Regions from separate parts of the Triticum aestivum genome. Here region 1 is linked to region 2. A link is a contact called in public Hi-C data. All regions are on one chromosome and are shown on one strand. The core of a region is the stretch at or near the end of the contact, and the rest is flanking DNA. Distances in the headings are between cores, read along the strand shown.

Evidence for each region. A called contact is a pair of places that touch in the nucleus more often than the background predicts.
Region 1: a Hi-C map of leaf shows a contact between it and region 2, with 2.7 times the contacts expected there. The contact joins the promoter of LOC123137502 here to the enhancer-like site in region 2. A contact is called at or near these places in 2 of 5 Hi-C or Micro-C datasets (both in leaf).

The regions. Positions count from the first base shown.
Region 1 is chr6B:468,015,524-468,018,223 of IWGSC CS RefSeq v2.1, forward strand. It overlaps LOC123137502 (long-chain-alcohol oxidase FAO2), which reads right to left and starts at 1,309. Exons shown (of 3, transcript XM_044557290.1): 1 at 885-1,309; 2 at 505-777. The coding sequence starts at 1,115.
Region 2 is chr6B:467,583,516-467,586,215 of IWGSC CS RefSeq v2.1, forward strand. No RefSeq gene overlaps it. Among protein-coding and RNA genes, the nearest start is that of LOC123137499, 130 kb to the left of the region's middle. Within about 2 kb of position 1,341, at least 2 of the 8 cell types and tissues checked have an H3K27ac peak or open chromatin away from gene starts, as enhancers often do. A contact at or near this core is called in leaf, where this site is marked.

The DNA.
Region 1 (2,700 bases), core at 59-2,558, 430 kb after region 2:
GTGTGGTTACGTTCGGTTTCACCATGTATGAAGGACTTATGGCCTTTTAATTGTAATAACACTGTGAACTTGTAATAAAAACTCCCTATACTCCGAAGAAAAAAGCAGCGCTGCGGCGGTGATTCGTAGGGCATGGGATCCGTCGCGCTGTAAGCCTAAAATTCACACGTTCGGCCCAACGAGTAAAATGATTACTGACGAACCTCCCGATGTCCACAAAGAGTACGTGGCCTTTCGTCAGACTCTCATGAAAGCGGTGGTACACTGGCTGCTACACAGCGTGCATGCATGCGTCCATTATTGCGCTGTGCCGCGCGCGCTCAGAGGCGCCATGGCCAACAGCAAGATCGTACACTACAGCACCACCACAAATATACTCGTATACACGCTGCCGCCTGCCGCTGCAATGCACGCGAGAAGCTAGCTAATGTTTCCATTTGCAAACTGGACATAGTAGTAGTGCTACAAAAGTACCCAGTCAGTAGGCGTGCGTGCTCTGCTTACCCAGGAGTAGAAGACGTAGAGGCAAAAGACCTTGACGAGGAGGAAGAAGAGGCGCAGAGGCGGGAGCATGGTCTCCCGGCTCCACCGGCGCAGCGCGTCCTCCCGCCGGTCCACCGGCATCTCCGCGAACCGCTGCACGAACGGGGAGCTCCACGATAGGCACCGCGCGCCGCACAGCGCGAGCGTCCCCAGCCGCGTGCCCAGCAGCCACAGCACCGTCCGCACCAGCGTCAGCGCCTCCCGGAGACACATTGCCGACATCAGCTGCGCGACCTGAGCGCGCATGTGCGTACAGAGTCAGCCGCCGGTTGGTAACAAAACGCAGGTCGTCAAGACACGCCGTCGTATCGTAGCTAGTCGCAGGTGTGTGTGCTACTAACCTCGTCCGGGACGGGCGGGTCGGCGGCGGATGCGAGGAAGAAGTCCCGGACGGCCTTGTCGGCGGCCAGGTGGTGGCCGTCGGGCGGCAGCGACGGGACCAGCGCGCCGCACACGGCGGTGAGCGCCATCATCTGGGTGGCGGAGAAGCCGTGCGTGTAGGGCTCCTTCCTCGCACCTCCTCCCCGCAGGAGGGGATGGCCCTGCCTTCTCTGCTTCTTGTCCTCTTCCATGTCGCCTTTCTGATGTCGTCACAGACTCACAGGGGGATGATGGAGCGTGGGTGGGTAGCGGCGAGGTGCGAGGTAATGGACAAGCGGAGTGTGGACCGTGGAGGTACCGAGGCTTTAACATTGGACGGATGGGATATGGACGATGGATGGGCGGCAACGTCCGTCCGCTGCTTCCCGGGCCCCGCGGAGCGCGGAAGGATTGCGAAATTTCGGAACCATCCAGGTACAGCTGTTTTCTTTTATACTCCACTGTCTCATCTTTTTCTTTTTTTTACTGTATGATCTTCTCATCTGTTTAACTGAACCGGAGGTGCAGGGTAACTGCCTGAACTGAAGTGAATCTAGAACGGCGCACAGCTCGTCGGCTGGACGGCTGCTGAAGGGTTACGTGCCGCGGGACGGCAGCCTGCTGTGTCGTCGCGCGCGGGACACCACATGCATGGTGCGCGGCCGGCGCAACGGCTCAACCGCGCGCGTGTTCTGTCCCCTCAGGCGGGCTCGGTTTGGATGGATGATGCGAGCTGCAACCTCGTGACTGTGGACCTAAAACATTTTGCTTGGAGAATCTGGAGGAGACGGATGGATGCTCGGCGTACCAAGCACGTACGTTGCAACAGCAAAAACGGAGAGTGCCGATCCAATTGACTTCATACCGAGCTTACCTTCTGGTACCCCGGAAAAAGGACATTCTCCTAAGGGCGATCATGACGTCAAGTACTTCTTGTTCTATGGCTCTGTGCAGATGACTAGCCTGACGGTACCTACCAAGGACGGGGTAGCTATTTTACAGTACGACACAATCTTGTACTCCCTACAAACAACAACGACAACAATAAAACCTTTTAGTTTCAAACAAATTGAGATAGACTAAAGATGAAACCCATAAAATCTCGTGGCACGCATAGATAGATAGCCGCCACGCACCCTTATTCATAGCTAGTTCTTTGGTGATATTTTAATCTTCCGGTCTTTCTTAACGAACTCCTCTCATTTCATCGGTCTACCCTGACCTCTCTTGACATTCTCCGCATGCTTTGGTCATCCGCTATGTATTGAAATTTTTGGAGGCTTACGCTGAATATGCCCAAAACATCTCAGACAATGTTGAACAAACTTCTCTTCAATTGGTGCTACCCCAACTCTATCTCGTATATCATCATTCCGGACTCGATCCTTCCTCGTGTGGCCACACATCTATCTCAACATACACATATCTGCCACACGTAACTGTTGAACATGTCGCTTTTTAGTCGGCCAGCACTTAGCAACATACAACATTGTGAGTCGAACAACCGTCATGTGGAACTTGCCTTTTAACTTTTGTGGCACCCTCTTGTCACAAAGAATGACAGAAACTTGGCGCCACTTCATCCATCCAGTTTTGATTCGATGATTCACATCTTCATCAATACCCCAATCCTCCTGCAGCACTGACCCCAAATATTGAAAGGTGTCCTTCTGAGGTACCGCTTGCCCATCAAGCCTAACCTCCTCCTCTTCACACCTAGTAGTACTGAAACCGCACATCATGTACTCGGTTGTAGTTCTACTAAGCCTAAACACTTTTGATTCTAAGGTTTGTCCC
Region 2 (2,700 bases), core at 91-2,590:
TATTTAAACATGGCCTGCATGTAGATTTAATACGTAAGAAGAAACGGGCAAGTGATCTTCAATTTCGTCTCCAATCCTGATTTTGTTGAGATGTTCATTCACAATCAAGATCAGTACCGATATGAAAGAAAGACAGATAATGCACTGTTGATTAAGATTGCACCCTAGATAGTTTTCTCTTAAATGGTTAACACGTAAAATAACATCATAGTCAGATTCTATATATTTTTCTAATCAAATTCCATATATAACATGTTAAATTTGGAGTAACATTTTAAAAGATATGAGTATTTTTTAAAACATTTTATATGTAATGCGGGTTTAATGTCAGAAACATGAGGGTTTTTTCTATAAAATAGCATGACGCACTAAGAATAGCTATTTCTTTTATTAGTAGGTATAGATATAGATATATTTTAGAGTGTATATTCATTCATTTTGCTTCGTCTGTAGTTCATATTGGAATCTCTAAAAAGACTTTTTTCGTGAATACACAAAGCTTGCGTAGCATTTCATTGATAGAAGGAGTAAGAACGAGTACAAGAAGTGGTACAACAAATGACACGAACACAAGGCGTGAACATGGTACCCGGAGCAGGGAGACATGAGATGCTTAGCCCAAATAAAAAAACACAGCTAAGTTCGCCATCCTGGGAAGTAGCCCTAACCAACATCTTCAGATCCAGAACCAAGGACGCTACGAGCAACTAAGACAGCGCCTTCACGAAGGAGAACGACGCCGAGACGCCGTCGCCGTCCGATCCAGATAACCGGACCTAAGGTTTCCCCTGATGATGCTCGTAGAGGGGCACAAACATCGGTCGTGACAACGCTTCCAAAGAGGGATCTCTAAAAAGACTTGTATTTAGTAACTAAGGGGTAGTAGTTGTTGTTATTTTAACATAGTACAGACTCAAACGCTTATACATACGCACATATAACTCATTTTTATGAACGCACGCACGCACAACCTACCGCTATGAGCGTCTCCACGTCTTCGTCAACGACAGGAACGTCTCCTCCCACTGAACGCACATCGCCGAAAAAGACTGAAATAAATTCAGAAAAATACGAGCACCAATGCCAAAGTCTATTACTTGAACTCGGGTAGGCTGGGTATACTGTCTTCCTAACTATCCAACCCGTGTTCGCTAGGAGTTATTTTTTTTTAAGCTTGCTAGGAGTTACTTGTGTGTTAATAAAGAGTAAATAAGATGATGTGTACCCAAGACCCGGTACCAAGGAGAAACTGATACGGAAGATCGAGGTAGTGAAGACAGATCATAGGCCGGACGTGTTCCGGAAGGGTGCCAAGAACGGTCCAGATTAATCCCGCGGGAGTAGCGTGGGCGCGACGTGATCCGAGTGGGTACCGACGCACCGACGACCTCCGCCGTGACGACTGATTCGTCAAGAAGTAAACCAAAAGCGCGTCCGTGCCGCCACTGGCATCAGCCATCACCAATTCAACGCCTGGCCGACTACTATATAAATCGATCGTCCGCTACACCACAACTCAAACCGGAAGAGAAGAGAGGAGTCCTGCTATCGATTGATCGATCCCGGAGTCGAGTCATCCGGGGTTCGCCACCGCGTTCGACGGCGAGCAAGAACCAGGAAGGAAGGCTTCGATCGATGAAGCGGCTCCAAGAAGAAGCGCGCGGCCACCTCCTCGCGGGGACCGCCTCCCGCCACGACGCTGCGGACGCGGAGGCGCCGGCGCCGGTCACCAAGGGATGCGCGACGTTCTGGGTGGGGGCGGAGGAGGAGGGCGAGGCGCCGCGGCGGTTCGCGGTGCCGGTGGCGCTGCTCGGGCACCCCCTGATCCTGGAGCTGCTCGGGGAGGCGCGGGACAAGTACGGGTACGCGCACGAAGGCGCCATCGTCGTCCCCTGCGGCATCGAGCGGTTCCAGAAGGCGGTCGACGCGGCGAGGGCCCAAGAACGGCACCGTCACCACCACCATCATCACTTCAGTCTTCCTCACCTTACCGGGTGCTTTAGGCCCTGGCACGCTGTTGCTTAGGATCGACACGCCCGCGGCTAGCGTCCGGTTTGCGCGTGTTTTATTGGTTTCTTGGTGTGGTGATCAAATTGGTCGGCATCCAACACCATATGTAGCGTAGTTGATCGAGCTGCCCATGAAGAACGCAGATTCTATCTGTGACCGATCCATCATCGACGGAGTAAAATTTTGTAGCCTCGAAAATGATTGATCGGCTGATCTGTACAGATTTTATTGTGTACATGACGAGAATTCCATGTTGTTGCTTAAGATCGATGCGGTCCGCTTTTCTTGTTTTCTTGGTTTATTGTTCTGGTGATCGAATTGACAGACACCCATGATCCAGAGAATTAGTGTCTAGCTGATCTAATTGCCAGTTTTTCGTGATCGATTGTTGGAGTCAAATCTCGCCAGATATAACTCGGTCAAGCTTATTATCCGTCTGAAACTGTTTTATGTGAAATTTGAGAATTGTGATTGTTCGATTACGAAAGGCTTCACCTTGGAATACTTGTGGTTCTATCAATTGACCCCAAATGCAATGGGAAGCTGCTGAGAAGATCAAAACTGATGGTAGGAAGAGAGAGGGGCGAACTCCTACAAAATCCCGGATGACAATCTAATACATTTGGTTGACTTCAGTTTTTTAAGGGCATGTCTAATGCGTGCGCTTAGGATGGACGCTAGGATTAGTTT